Regions from separate parts of the Zea mays genome. Here region 2 is linked to region 1. A link is a contact called in public Hi-C data. All regions are on one chromosome and are shown on one strand. The core of a region is the stretch at or near the end of the contact, and the rest is flanking DNA. Distances in the headings are between cores, read along the strand shown. Region 1 holds the start of LOC103626132 (phosphatidylinositol 4-phosphate 5-kinase 9). Region 2 holds the start of LOC103626135 (formin-like protein 4).

The links. Hi-C and Micro-C count contacts between places; a contact is called where the count stands out from the background.
Region 2: a Hi-C map of leaf shows a contact between it and region 1, with 4 times the contacts expected there. The contact joins the promoter of LOC103626135 here to the promoter of LOC103626132 in region 1. A contact is called at or near these places in 2 of 25 Hi-C or Micro-C datasets (both in leaf).

Annotation. Positions count from the first base shown.
Region 1 is chr5:25,260,167-25,267,789 of Zm-B73-REFERENCE-NAM-5.0, forward strand. It overlaps LOC103626132 (phosphatidylinositol 4-phosphate 5-kinase 9), which reads right to left and starts at 3,517. Exons shown (of 10, transcript XM_008646519.3): 1 at 3,093-3,517; 2 at 2,755-2,822; 3 at 444-1,711. The coding sequence starts at 1,693. It overlaps TRNAK-UUU (transfer RNA lysine (anticodon UUU)), which reads right to left and starts at 6,622; the gene lies at 6,550-6,622.
Region 2 is chr5:25,388,515-25,396,137 of Zm-B73-REFERENCE-NAM-5.0, forward strand. LOC103626135 (formin-like protein 4) reads left to right here and starts at 4,864. Exons shown (of 4, transcript XM_008646523.3): 1 at 4,864-6,292; 2 at 6,365-6,564; 3 at 7,137-7,378. The coding sequence starts at 4,887.

The DNA.
Region 1 (7,623 bases), core at 2,267-4,766:
GGCAGCAAACACTACTTGTAGTTCAAACTTCTCAATGTAACGTGCAAATGGCACTACAAACATTGAATGGGGTAAGTTCCAAACTATATCTGTAATGTGTTTATGAGAGAGACAGTATTTGGCATTTTTTTTAAAGCAACCACTACTTGCTGGTGCTAGCACATCAAGCAAACCTTACAGCATTAGTTCATTACTCTCTAGAAGCTAAATAAATAAATGATACCAACCATTTTTTTTAAAACGCATCGTTAGTTCCAAGAGCCTGATGACAAGGGACCTGTTATTATATGGCATGATATTACTATATTGTTGAAAGAGATGATTATTCTATAAACAAGAACATTCAGTAGGGAGTAGCTAGGACAGTAATAGCTGAACAAACAATGAACAGGAAAAAAAAGAATGCATACTGTCACTGAAACCATGATATCAGGAGGTGCTACCTGATTCCAAGCTGCAGGCTGAGCATTAAATCATAGCTTCTGTGTCCCTTAATTATTGTCTCTCCAGGCTTTTTTGTGTCCCTCACCGTTTTCTTCTGGCGGCGTTTTGTCTTCTTTGAGGAGTCTGAAAAACTCCTGTCAAGAACCACCTCACTGATTAGAACACCTTGCATGTATTCTCTTTCCAGTATGGGCAAACGAGAATCACTCAAGTTTTCCAAGCTTTCTAGACCAGAACTTTCGCTGGATTCATGGCCAATAAATTTTTCAATAGCCACCTCAAGACTCCACCGTCTTTCCAAAGACACATTCTTCAAAGAAGATTGCTCAGCTGAATTCCTTTTGAACAAAACATCTGAAGATTGCCTAGCCATACCAACCTTCATGTTCCCCATGTCAACCGAGGAAGAGTGAAGTATGCGTGAACCATGATTCTGCCTTCTAATATCAGGCAGTACACCACGATTTCTTAGATTATTGATATACATCTCGTCGTTAACAGGTACTCTACAACCTTTCGGAAAGAATTTACCTTTCCCATCCTTCAGTCCCCTTGTCCATGTTCCAATATAATACCCACATTCATTCCATGTATAGATTCCATACCCATGCATCATGCCATCTATCCAGTTACCCTCATACGAGTCCCCATTTTTCCATGTAAGAGTTCCTTTCCCTGACATCTTGCCACTTTTCATGTTGCCAACGTAAGTGTCCCCGTTTGCCCACGTGTACTTCCCATGACCTACTATTTCTCCCTGAATCCACGAACCTTCAAACATGTCTCCATTTGGATATGTCTGATGTCCAAGTCCATGCTTGTGATTCAACTTCCATCGTCCCTTGTAAATGATTTTATCTGGACCCTTATAGGTACCTTCACCATATACATAGCCACCAGAATACTCACCCTCATAGGTGGCTCCAGATGGCCATTCCGTCTTTCCTTGCCCATGCCTCATCCCTTTATTCCACTCACCATCATAGGTGCAACCATCTGACCAGCGATACTGGCCTGAACCCTCTGGTGTGTTCCCCAACAATGTGCCAGAATAAATATCTCCATTAGCAAACCTGATCTCTCCAACTCTGAAACCAGGAGTTGCTCCAACAGCAGTTGAATCTTGGCCATTTCCCAAACTGGCCAACACCTCATTTTCTATGTTGCAACTAGCGTCTCGGAATAACTCAACCCTTGCAGAATGGGAGACCGCTTCTAGCTCATTTGGAAGAGACACAGGGGCTGTCATGCATAAACCCTGGGAGGACTGATCCACAAAAATGCAAAAACTAATATCAAAAGCACTGCCTGAGAAAGGTTAGATGAGATATGTAAGCCATTCTGTTATATAAGATGCACTGGAATTAACCAAGTTATAAACATTCCATTTTAGGAACCTTTTCCGCAAATTGTTTTTTTTTACTGTCACCGGAGGGAGAGGCTCCCACCTGAATGGGTAGGAAATCGTGGGCGATAGGAATCGAACCCAGGACCGGCCGCTCGTAACTGCCGAGCATACCACTGAGCTACGGCTCAGTTCCTTTTTTTCCGCAAATTGCTATAAGATTAAAGAAGGGCGCAGAGAGGCTACAACAAACAATCTGTCCTACTGAGAGAACGATAGGACGGCGTTAATCTGGACTACTTGATCCTTTACCTTATTTCACCTTAAGGTGTTTGGAAGGAATTTTGCTCAATCTTGCTGAATTTACTACGGTCCTTTCTTATTTACCTTATGTCATGCATAAGCCGAAAGGCCCAACTGTTGACTGTTTGATGAATCCTGCTTAATCTGGAAGAATCAAGATTTACCTTAAGGCGTTTCGCATTGTGCTTTGGGTAGGGCAGATTTTTTTTTAACTGTAGCCTCCATGTGCCTTTCTTTAATCTTACAATGATGTGTGGAAAACAATTTGTAAAGATTTTTTATTAAGGATAAATTGCAACTAGGAATTTGTAGGTACATATCAACTCATATATGAAAAGAAAAATAGGCTCACAATTATCTCTAACCTCTACACAGCTCAGCCTAATCATGTACCACACATACGTAAGCAAGTATACTAGAGACAACACCGATATGGTTCAGAGTTTGAGAATCATGAATATAGTCTTCTTTTTTACTTTTACTTTTTTCTTTATAAAAGCAAAACAACTGATCATGTCTAACTCAGTGAGCGGAGGTACACGGATGATCATTGTAGTTTTGCATGGCCCTAATCGTCAACTGTGAACTTTATTTTCAGAAGAGTTGCACCTACACAAGACTACAGGAGGGGTAAGGAGTGGGGGGCAGCCGGGCAGGATTACCTCACGACTTCGGAAGGGGGGCTCGCCGGAGGGGAGGGAGGCCTCGTCGACGGTACTACCTCGCAGACCTGCAGAGATATGGAGAGGGAGGGAGAGGGAGAAGAGGGTGAGGACGGAGAGGATCCGTGCGGAGGGTCAACTCTAGTCTCCATGTAAAAAAAGGACAGTGGACTAGTGGAGGCAGGGGTGCGCTGCCAGACTAGAGGCAAGGGGAGGAGGAGGACTGAGAAGCGATGCTGTACTGCTGTGGACGGCGAAGACCCCGGCCGCCGGATCCACGAATCGCGTCGCGCCGATGGGGATCCGGCCGCGGGAGGAAGCGCTGCGCGTAGACTCACCCGGAACAAAGGATCGGAGGGTAGCTTGCCGGGGAGGAACGGTATTCGCCGGAGGAGGTGGAGAGGGTCGCGGGCGTCTGGGGCGGCGCAGTGCAGGCTGGGAATGAAGGAGACGGGAGGCGTCCCCGTGTGTTGTTGATCCTTGATCGGCGGGCGCGCGGAGGGGAGCCCCGGACGCGTCTGTCTCGCTGAGCTGCTGCCTGCTGGCTGCTGCTGATTCTGAAGTCCTCGTGTGGATGCTGCGGGGCCTGTGGGGGAGAGAGAGCAGAGCAGGTAGTAGACGTAGACGAGGACGCCGGCGGTGGTTAGCGATTGGATTTGGCCGCTTGGACTCGCTCACCGATCCTGGTCGTGGGGGAAAAAAAAGGGGCGAAAAGCTAGGTGATTGAAAGGGAAACAACAAACTATTAGTATATACTTATATATAATAATGGACGTCCCTTTTACACTATTTTATCAATGCCTCTGCTTACTTTTACTAATCTTTCCATCTTTTAGCTCTGGGGCCTGTATTACCCCCAAATTAAGTAAGTAGATGTGAAATGTCAATTCGGCCGTGATTGGGTACGTACGAGGCCAGATAAGAGCAAAAAAAAGTTCCATGCACTATCAGAACTTGAACTACTAAAATAATACTTCCCTCGCCGTTACACGTTTGATGGGAGCAAAAGTCAGGCGAAACACATTTTTTTAGCTTCATTTTCCCTTACAATATACTGTTACTTGCTAGAGGATTAATATTATCTGAACATCGTGCCTTCATTTAAGCTTTATGCCATAATTTTGTATATGTGACTTAACTAACTATCGGTTACAGTTTGTAAAAAAAAAGTACTCTCTCCATTTTTTTATTTGTCATATTTTAGTTAAAATAAACTAATGATAATAAATATTCGAGAACGGAGTTAATAATAAATATGTTTGTCATTTCTTGACGGAGTGAGTAAGAGATAGTACTATGTGTCCCGGTGATTAAATTTTCGGGCTTGATTTTTGAAGGCAAATGGCATTTTCTTTGACTGCTCTCGGCGCCGCCACGGCGGCTTCATTGGAGGGAGCGTCTAGTGATTGATGCTACTACGACCAGACCAAAAGAGCGATGGCTTGCACTTCTTCTGCTTCGTTTTTTTTTTCCGTTACCTTCTAGGCGATCGAACGGCTAGGGACTTTCTATTTGTTAATTGTACGAGGCAAAGCAGGGTAGCGATAGTACATTGGTGGCGGGACTATCCTAGGGCAATTGTGGTGGGTCAGCACCCCACATCAAAAGTCAATGCCCGTATGAGCCCCACATGCTAGTGGTGTGGTGATTGGGATATCAGCTTAAGGCATGCATAAGAGCAACTCCAATAGTTCTCTAAAAAATAGCTTGCTAAAATCATGTTTAGCAAGTTGCTAAATAGCTATTGAAAGTAAAAAATAACTTAGTCTCCAATAGTTGCTCATATTTATGAAGTAGCTCGATTTTGAATCTAGATTTAGCGGCCCTGCCCCTATGTGAGGGCGAAAGAGAAAAAGCCGGTCAATATGAACTATGGAGGAGTGGTGGTCCGGTGGCGCAACCTATGAGGAAGTTGGGTTCGATGGTGAAGGAGAAACTTGTGTCATACATGTTTGACTTAGTTATCTCATGCTAGAAAGTGAAAAAAGAGTGTGTTATACCTGTCTACCTCACTGTGTGGGAAAGTGAAAAATAATCACGCTAGTGTGAAGAAATTGACGTCAACTGTATTTAGGGAGTTCCTACCGAGTTGCTAAATGTGGAGAGTAAATAGAGTTGAATAGCAACTAAGTAAATTTAGCAAGTCTATTTAGAGAACCATTGGAGAAGTATTTTTCTATTTACTTCTTAAATTTAAGATTTAGAGAGTTGTTTAGAGAACTATTGTAGTTGCTCTAACTCCATTAACTAAGAGGCCTCTTGAGCGGGTCTCTAAAGGTTAAGTGAAAAAAAATCAGAGAGATGAGTCTGTCTCTTCACGATTTTTTTATATAATAACTATATTTATGATATATGCGCTCGGTCTATATTTTACACTTGAAAAACCAAACTAAAGGCTCTAAGTTGTACATGTCCTTATCAGTCAGTATAGATGGCCATCTGATCAAATTTAGACTGATCTGACTTAGAAAACTAAACCTTTTATATACTCTCCCGTCCTAAATTATAAATTATTTTATAATAATAGAGAAAGTATGATATAGCCCTCATAAGATTAGACAAATGCTGTCACCCTACCCGAATTTTTTATATTTTAGCTCTTCCTCAAAAAAAAATTCACGTTTGGACCTTAGAAAATTTTAATGTCATTTTTGGACCCTTTTCTCGGCGCCATAGCCAATGGCGCCGAGGTAACACAGCTCGGCGCCATAGGCTATGGCGCCGAGGTGCGTGCTACGCTGGCCCAACCTGAACGACGTGGCGCCAACGTGGTACCGAGCTCGGCGCCAAGATCTATGGCGCCAAGATCTATGGCGCCGAGCTCGGATATGTAACAACAAAGTATGTCTAGCTCAGTCGGTAGAGTACAAGACTTTTAACCTTGAGGTTGTGGGTTCAAGCTCCACGATGGACGTATTTTTTTATCACTAATTTGTTTTTTGTTGTCCATATTTTTCGTTTATGTCGCTGATTTGTCCGTCCAGATTTATTTTTCATCTAGTTTTTTTGTTTTTGTGACAAATTTATTTATTCATCTAGATATTTTTTGTTTTTGTTTTTGTTTATTCAAACTGCGTGACGCAAGTACCATGCACATAAGTAACCCACCCTATGGAAGTACGGAGTACTTTATAAAATCATCAAGTCACTGTTTATTTATACCTTGTATATTTATATTTTGGACTCTAATTATAATCTTTTTGGTTATTAAGTATATTTATATTTTGGACTCTAAAACTCCAATAATCTAATATATTCGAAATTATACTTTTTAATATTAATTAAAATTTATCATTGTACATAAGATTAACACAATCATTTGTTTATGATATAAATATTTTTAATATTTTAAATGGTGTACTTCAGTTTTTAGTATATTATTTAATGTTTAAAATCACTTGTAATTAGCGAGAGGACGGAATCAAGCTTAAGCATGTGGGGTTTACAATGCACCAAGGGCCAGACAGATTATTTACTATTAAACAAAATGTAATAAACAAATCAGTCGCAAAAGCAAAAACAAATCAAGATGAGAAATAAATTTAGACGGACAAATCAGCGGCATAAACGAAAAAAACCACGATGCACTATAGCTAAACCGGTGGCCGCTAACCAATGCAAGTACGTTTTCTTAAGCTTAATAAACGAAAAAAATATGGACGGATAAACAAATCAGTCACAAAAACAAAAAAATCTGGATAAAAAATAAATCTAGACGGACAAATCAGCGACATAAACGAAAAATCTGGACAACAAAAAAAATCAGTGACAAAGACAAAAAAAAGTATGAAAACATGTCTATCGTGGGGCTTGAACCCACAACCACAAGGTTAAAAGCCTTATGCTCTACCAACTGAGCTAGACAAGTTTTGTGTACATAATAAAGCTCGGCGCCAAGATCTATGGCGCCGAGCTTGGTGCCACGTCGGTGCCACAACGTCCGTTTGTGCCAGCGTAACACGCACCTCGGCGCCATAGCCTATGGCGCCGAGCTGTGTTACCTCGGCGCCATTGGCTATGGCGCCGAGCAAAGGGTCTAAAAATGACATTAAAATTTTGTAAGGTCCAAACGTGAATTTTTTTCCGAGGAAGGACTAAAATATAAAAAATTCGGTCACCCTACCCACCTGGCGCCGTACGTTGCAAGCGAAGGTTCAGATGAATCGATGCATCATCAGATCTCTGTGCGGAGTTCATTAATTAGCACCACCGAGGAGATGCATGATTAAGGCTCAATCATCGATGGGTAGAGCAATCAATGTATATATTTGTTGGAGTAGACTATACACTGCAATTTCAGCACTCTCGGCAGCTTTTCTATCCCGGCCGGCATAAACCAAACAAAGCAAACTTATTGTAGACCGAGCTATACCATACTAGTTTTACCGTAAACTGGATTTCTAGAAAAGTCACCACGATTTATAATAATGAGTTAATATTATTATTATATACACCATAAACTATATTTTGTTAAGATACTCATTTGGTGTTACAAATATTATATTTTTTAATAAATCTGATCATATATAAAAGATTTTGATTTAAAATAACACCAATAATTGATTTATTTAGGATAGTAGTATTAGTTTTCTATTATAAAAGGCAAATAACGGCGTTACCGGTCACTTTTGGGTGTGTCGTCGTGCCGGCAGCACATATGAGGGCATGTACAATCTTTAGACCGTAGATCAGTTTTTAAGTACAAGAGACAGCTCAGAGACGGGATGATACAACATTGAGTCTATATATTATAAATATAGTTAAAGGACAATGTTTATGGAGAATCGTGAAGAGACGAGCCCATTTAATATAGAGCCTCTTAACGGGTCTCTATGTGGTTAATTGGAAAAAGAAAACAAGCGTGTTAAG
Region 2 (7,623 bases), core at 3,614-6,113, 130 kb after region 1:
TACCAGGAGGGTGGACTGGAGGCGAAGCGACACTATGCGTGTAGCCGGCAGAGCAGAGTAACTGAGTGGGTGGGGTGTTTGCCTTGGCTGAGGGTGTTGAGTGTGCGTGGAGAGGGAGAGGGTAGCTGGGTGTATTTATAGCTGGGTGTCTGTGGTGTAGCACAGTGAAGTTCACTGTTGGTGAGAATAGTGACGAATGAATCGTCTGACTTAGTATGAACAGGAGAGTTATAGGCAGAATATGGGACAAGAGTATTTTGGGAGTTTTCTAGAATATGAACCATGCTTAAGGGATGACATGGTTGGATAGAGAATAATTCGATAAGAATTTAGAAACAAGAATTATTGGAATCTGAGTTTGGGAGCCTGATTCAAAGGAATCTCAAAGTTAAGCGTGCTCAACTTGGAGAAACCTAGGATGGGTGACCAGATGGGAAGTTCCCTACTGGAAGGAAAATCACAGTCACCGGAGTTCGTATGACTGGAATATGGGTCTGGCTGGTCTTAGGTGGACTGGACAGCATGATGGATGAATAGTTGAAATTTGGGATAACTAGATGACCGATGAATAGTAACGATGATTAGTAACGATGAATAGTGGCGACGGAAAAGTAATTATAGATATCATCGATGAATAGTAACGATGATGAATAGTAATGGTAAATAGTAACGATGATGAATAGTGTATGTGAATAGTAACGGTGAATAGTGATAGTGAATAGTTCGTATGAACGAACGATGAACGATGAATAGGAACTATGAACGAACGATGAACGATGAATAGGAACTATGAACGAACGGACGAACGATCGAATGATCGGACGAACGAACGATCGGAATTTCGGCCATAACGGCAGGACAAAGATTATCTGGAAGAACGATGAATAGGGACCATGAACGAACGATGAACGATGAATAGGAACTATGAACGAACGATGAACGATCGAATGATCGAACAAACGAACGATCCGAATTTCGGCAGCATAACGGTAGAAAAAAGATTATTTGGACGAACGAACGGACGAACGATCGAACGATCGGACGAACGGACGAACGAACCATGAACGATCGGACGAACGAACGAACAAACTAAGAACAGGGGACGAACGATCGAAGAACGATCGAACTATCCTTGTGCTAGTGTGTGCTTGTGTGGAACATGGAGTGGGTGTGTGTGGGGGGGGGGAGAGAGTTGCCATGAAATGGCTTGGGGGTGGGATGAGAGGAGGCCCTTGCCCCTCTATTTATAGCCATGGTGGGGGGATTAGGGGGAGGGATGAGAGGATTAGTGGGAGGATGAGAGGATTAGTGGGAGATTAGCATGTATTTGTCTTGTATAAGTGAGATTAGCTTGTAGAGCTCACCGTATGACACTGGAGGCATACGTATACGTATGGGCATGAGGAAAGTTATGAAGAAAATATTTGTAGGGTCTTGAAAAATGATTCTGAAGGTATTTCTTAGGAAGAAAATACTTGGAGATATATTGGTGGAATATTTGGGCAATATTTCTGGAAAGAGCTTGAAGGGGATTACTAGGAAATATCTGGGCAGTATTTCTGGAAAGAATTTGAGGGGATCACTCGGGAAATATTTGTAGGTATTTTGAGGAGGATTTTGGAGATAATATAGACCACTATATTTTATTTGTTGATATCAACTCGCAAACAAACATTTTGAAATTAAACTTGAAATTCATTTTGAATTTAGGGCGAGTTTGAGAAAATTTCAGGATTTGAATTTTTGGGATGCTACAGAACTTTCAAAGGTACAGTGATAATCATTTGTAATACTTTATGTATGGTCATGGTTTATGTGAACTTACTGTTATTCGTGCACTGACAACTGGTTATAAATCTTGTGTAGACTTCGAAAGCCGCAACTCTGTATGCAACATCACAGAAAAAGCCTTTTCATTTCATGCACTGCTGGACGCGCCTGAAAAACGAACCCAAATGGGATGCCATGGTTCATGGCAGCCCCTGGAGAGGCAATGCGGGGACGGAGCCTGTTCGTAGTCTAACACCTACAGGTTCTGTTAATGAAGTGGAATATGATGAAGGTGGTTCAAAAGGCAAGAGACCATTAGGACGTGACTCGACGAAAGCATCAAGGAAGAAGTCAATGTCCAGTTCATCCCAGTCTACTGACTACCTGTCAAGAATCCATGACATTCAAATAGCAAGATTGAAGCAAAGTGAAGAAAAATCAGACCTAAAACAACAGAACATTGAGTTCATGAAGGAAGTTGAACTCAAGAAGTTGGAGGTTCAATCCAAGGAAATAGAAGTGCAGGAAAAAAATTGATGATGGAAGACAGGAAGCAAAAGGATGAAGAGCTGAACAAACTTTATGCCATGGATATGGATGCTTTACCAGAAGAGTTGAGAGCTGTATACATCGCGAGGAGAAAAGGTTTAATCGATTACTTCATCAACAATCCTGTCTGAAGAGTACTAATTTATTTGATAAGGTGTTGCTCACCTTTGGATCGGCAAACCGTCGTCCTGTGTGTTTGGACATGTGTGATTTGGAGTGTTTAAACATTTGCTTAGTAGTTTGAGAACATGAGCTTGGTTTTTCAACATTGTTTATTTTCAGAATATTGATATTCATAATAAGGATGTTTCATACATGACTTGACGTTTGCCAACATTTGCAAATTATTTGTAGCAGTGGCATTACACATACAACTAACCATGACTTGTTAACTACCGACCAAGATACATGACACGACTTGCATTCCTTGTACTAATGACTTAGTTCATAATACAAATAAAACAACATTGTTGTACCACATAATATGGATGAAAGCCTTCAACCCATGGACCCTCGACGTGCCCAAAGGTGTTCTATCAGGTTGTGCTGCAAAGACAAGTATGTGGTCTGAGATGTGATGTCCTGGTCGGGATCGTTGGGTAACTCGGAGCGGATATGATTATTGAGCCACTCGTTGCGGACCTCAGGAATAGTGTTACACACTTCTGGGGGGCAGTGGGCCCAATGAAGTCCACATTTGCTGCACCCTCTCCTTCGTCCTCCACAATCATGTTGTGCATAATAATGCAAGCAGTCATCATCTCTGCGAGGTGATGACGATCCCAACCATAAGCAGGGCCACGTAGAACTGCCCACCTCGCCTGCAAAACTCCAAATGCTCGCTCAATGTCCTTTCGACAACTCTCTTGCTTGGTTGTGAAGTGAACCTTTTTTTCCTCAAATGCGTGACGAATTGCTTTTACAAAGGTAGGCCAATTTGGATATATGCCATCTACTAAGTAGTATCCGAAATTGTACGTGGTCCCATTAATAGTGAAGTGCACTGGTGGCATCGTCCCATTACGTAACAGATCAAACACTGGTGACCGATGTAGCACGTTGAGATCATTGTTAGTACCAGGCATTCCAAAGAAGGCATGCCAAATCCACAGATCATACCCAGCGACTGCCTCTAGTATCATTGTTGGCCTCGAATTGCGTCCACAAAACTGTCCGCGCCATGCAGTAGGACAGTTGCGCCATTCCCAATGCATACAATCGATAGAGCCTAGCATACCCGGAAACCCCCTTTCCGTGTTTACAGTTAGTATGCGAGCAATGTCGTCGTGGTTAGGGATACGCAGGTAACGTTCGCTAAAGGAAGAGTTGATTGCGCGACAGAAACGGATAAGGCAGTCCCTAGCCGTAGTCTGTCCAATCTATATGTACTCATCTACCGCATCGGTTGGTAACCCGTACGCAAGGATACGCAAAGCAGCACAAACTTTTTGTAATGGACCAAGCCCTGCTAAACCAGTTGCATCACATCGAATAGTGAAGTAATCGTCTTCTCGCTGAACGACATGAAGGATACGTAGGAACAAAGGACGATGCATCCGAAACCTAAAAACGAAAACAAACCATATAATAAGTAAACGAACCTCCAAATAAAAGTAAAATCATTACTTAGGAAATGTACCTTCGACGAAAAACATGTGATGGATACACTGGATTAGGTCCGAAGTAGTGGTGCTTGATGAGATTTTCTCCAGCAGCGTGGTCCCTATGGATAACTCGGCGAGGCAATGAGGAGCGCCTACGGCGCGTGCTCGTGTTTCCTAGTACAAGGTGGTCAACATGTTGGCAAAGCAACAAGTTGTCGATCTCATCGTCGGAATCATCGGATGACGATGACAACACTAGGCTTTTCAATGAGGCCATGAGGAGCTGAACTTAGACTACGTACTACGTACTTGTGATGGAATAGCGGATGATACAGAAGAGACGAGTGTGTAGATGAGTAGAGCATGCCCGCAGGGGTCCCTTATTTATAGATGGCCTCGGTGTGTGAAGGAAGCCAGACGGTCGTGCCTTGCCGTACAAGCCAGTCGTGTGGTGCAAGCCACTCGTGTCGTGTACTAGAAGAATGCGAATTTCTATTTATAAAAGTACATCAATTTCGACCGTATTTATACTAATGTATGAATACTAATTATTAAGTGTGCTAATTAATTGTAGACGAAAGTACGCTCGTGTACTATGCAAAGAAGAAATAAAATTAAAATTAATATTGGATGGTAGTTGAGTTAGTTGATGATGAAAGTATATAATATTGGTGTGGTGGGGTATAGAGGATTGGTATAGGGGGAACCGCTGTAGAGCGTGGAGATATAGGGGGAGAGAGAACACTGACGTGACACGTGAGTGAGATATAGGGGGAGAAATTTAGGGGAACCGTTGAATTCAGTCTAAGGTAAAGAAAAAGCGCTACGAGTGCGAACCAAACCAATTTGGTGGACCCTTTGCGACCCCACGCCACATGGCGTGTGGAGAAAGTCTCAGCTGTTTATCTGAAGGAAAAGTGCTACGGGTGCGCAAAAGACGTTACTGTCAAGCAAACCCAGAAAATGGCGGCAAGCGGCGGCGGCTTCCTTCCTCTTCCCGCACGCATTCCTTTGTCGTGTCCACTCCACTGCCATCCATCACCCTCGCTCCCTCTCTGCCTCAGTCTCTGTCTGTTACCGATGTCTCCAGTCCTCTGGCTCACCTCACTCCTCTTCCTCGTCCACTCGGCCGCCGCCGACACCAGGCGGGCGCTGCACGAGCCGCTCTTCCCCATCGAATGGACCCCGCCGCCGTCCACTACGGCGCCACCAGCACCGGGATTCGCCTCCGATCCCTCCACACCCGTCCCACCCGTCGACAACGGCGGGCCGGCGCTACTCCCCGCTCCTCCGCCACCGAACACTGTCGCCGCGGACGCCTCTTCATCCCGCACAGGCCCGGGCCCGCGCCCCCACGGCGGCGGCGGAACACCCAAGGCCGCCATTGTCGTCGCCTCCGCCGCCGCGGCGGCCGTCCTCGCGCTGCTGGCCTTCGCCGCCGCGTTTCTCCTCACGGGCCGTCTCGCGCGGCACCCCGCGTGGGCGCACAAACCCCCCGGCCTCGCCGCCGCCGCGCACCCTGGGCCTGCCTCCGCACTCGTGCTGCACGCTGACGCGGTGGGCACCTCGGCGGCGGCGGCGGCCTCGTCGTCGGGTGCCACTGCCACACCGCACCGGAAGGCCCGCTCGGAGCGCGCGAGGCGGGGCATGTGCCGCGACGTCGACACCGTCCCGAGCCCAGAACTCAGGCCGCTCCCGCCGCTTCGGCGCGCGGGATCGTCCGACGAGGACGCCGCGTACTACACACCGGGCCAGCGCTCGGCGGTGTCCGCCGGCGGCGAGGGCGCCGGGACGTGGAGCCAGGCGAGCGCGTCCAGCCCACGAACCACCACTCCCTCCCGCCAAAGCCTCCCCAGCCTCACCAGCGATTTTTTCCCACCGACGCCGGCCGCCGCCACGGCCGTTCCAGCTGCAACCGTGGCGCCTCCTCCGCCCGCACCTCCTGCGCCACGCTCCCGACGCACTCTGCCGCGGACCCGCTTTTCCGCCGGCTCCGCCTCGGATATGAATATGATCAAGCAAATTGTCTCGCCATCCTCCAACCTACCACCGCCACCTCCTCCTCCTCCACCGCCGCCGCCGCCAGCGCCAAGACGCACCAACGCAATCCCAAAGCCTCTGACAACCGCTACACCATTATCAACGCGTCGGCTTCTCAAACAAGAGCAAACAGAGGGGCCAAGTGTCGCTGTGCCGAGAGCACCCGTCGTGGCGGTGAACAAGGACAATGACGGCATGCCAATTCGGACGAACGATGATCATGCCGGTGACGAAGCCCGTCCCAAGCTGAAGCCGCTGCACTGGGACAAGGTCCGGGCGTGCTCCGACCGCGACATGGTCTGGGACCGGCTCAAGTCTAATTCGTTCCAGTTAAGATGCATTCTCAGAACAGACACTATTAAATCATTAAAAATTGTGATGCTGACATGAGTTTCTGGCAGGTTGGATGAGGACATGATCGAGGTGCTTTTCACGAACAATGCTGCAAATGCACCTCCTAGGGACACACTGAGAAAACCTGGAGTGCTGCAATGTAGTGCCAAAGAGAAGGTCCTTGATCCTAAGAAGGCACAGAACATTGCCATCCTGCTGCGCGCGCTGAATGTCACTCCGGAAGAGGTCTCCGATGCACTGCTAGATGGTGAGAAATTCTTTGATTAATGGATATTTCTGGTTCCAGAATATCTACCTAATAGGAACTAGTAGTCATGGATTCTAAGGTAACATCAACTAATATCTTTCTTGACTGATCATTGTGTATAAGCTGTGGTCCATTATTGTTAATTAGTTATGATGTGGACATTTCTAAGGTAACCTCAACAATGGAATTTGCTGATATGTTTGACTGTGCAAGAAAGCTCTGAATATCCAATGACAACATTTTACGTTTCATTATGCATGTAGCTTATTCTTCATCTTCAGCGTACTCTGAATCATATGCATTCTTCATATTATAGCTGCAGGCAACATATGTTTTCCATTTCTGTAATTTTGGACTAAATATTTTTTTTAGAATTAACATGTTTGGAAGCTTACTATCTTTTAATGCTCATACCAATGGGTATTGAAGTATGTCTGAGGACTTCGGATTGGAATTAACAGAAACATGCAATACATACTGCTCCAGGATGTGCAGTCAGCTACATGACAGCATTCTAAACTATTGTCTAGTTCTACTCACAATGTTTATTGCTGCTGACATTCTTTAAACAGGCAATGCTGAATGCCTGGGTGCGGATTTGTTGGAAACCTTGGTAAAGATGGCTCCTACGAAAGAGGAAGAACTGAAGCTTCGAAACTTTACCGGGGACTCATCGAAGCTTGGTTCCGCAGAGCGGTTTCTCAAGGCAGTGCTTGACATACCTTTTTCTTTCAAAAGAGTTGATGCTATGCTCTATCGAGCAAATTTTGAGAGCGAAATCAATTACCTCAGGAAATCTTTCGAAACATTAGAGGTATGCTGGTTCACTTTGCATAGTACGTACTGTAGTTTCTATTATCAGTGGCTTGCACATGAATCAGTAATTGTTTCACATAACTGTCATAGCGTGGAACAAAGTAATTGTTTCTCAACAAACTCTTCATTCACTGTCGTAGATTTGAACAGCTCATTGCACATCGGTCACAGCCATTGCCAGTTCGGCACTTATGACTTATGTGCATCTGAGATCTGACAGTGGCACCCATGCAACAGGGAGGG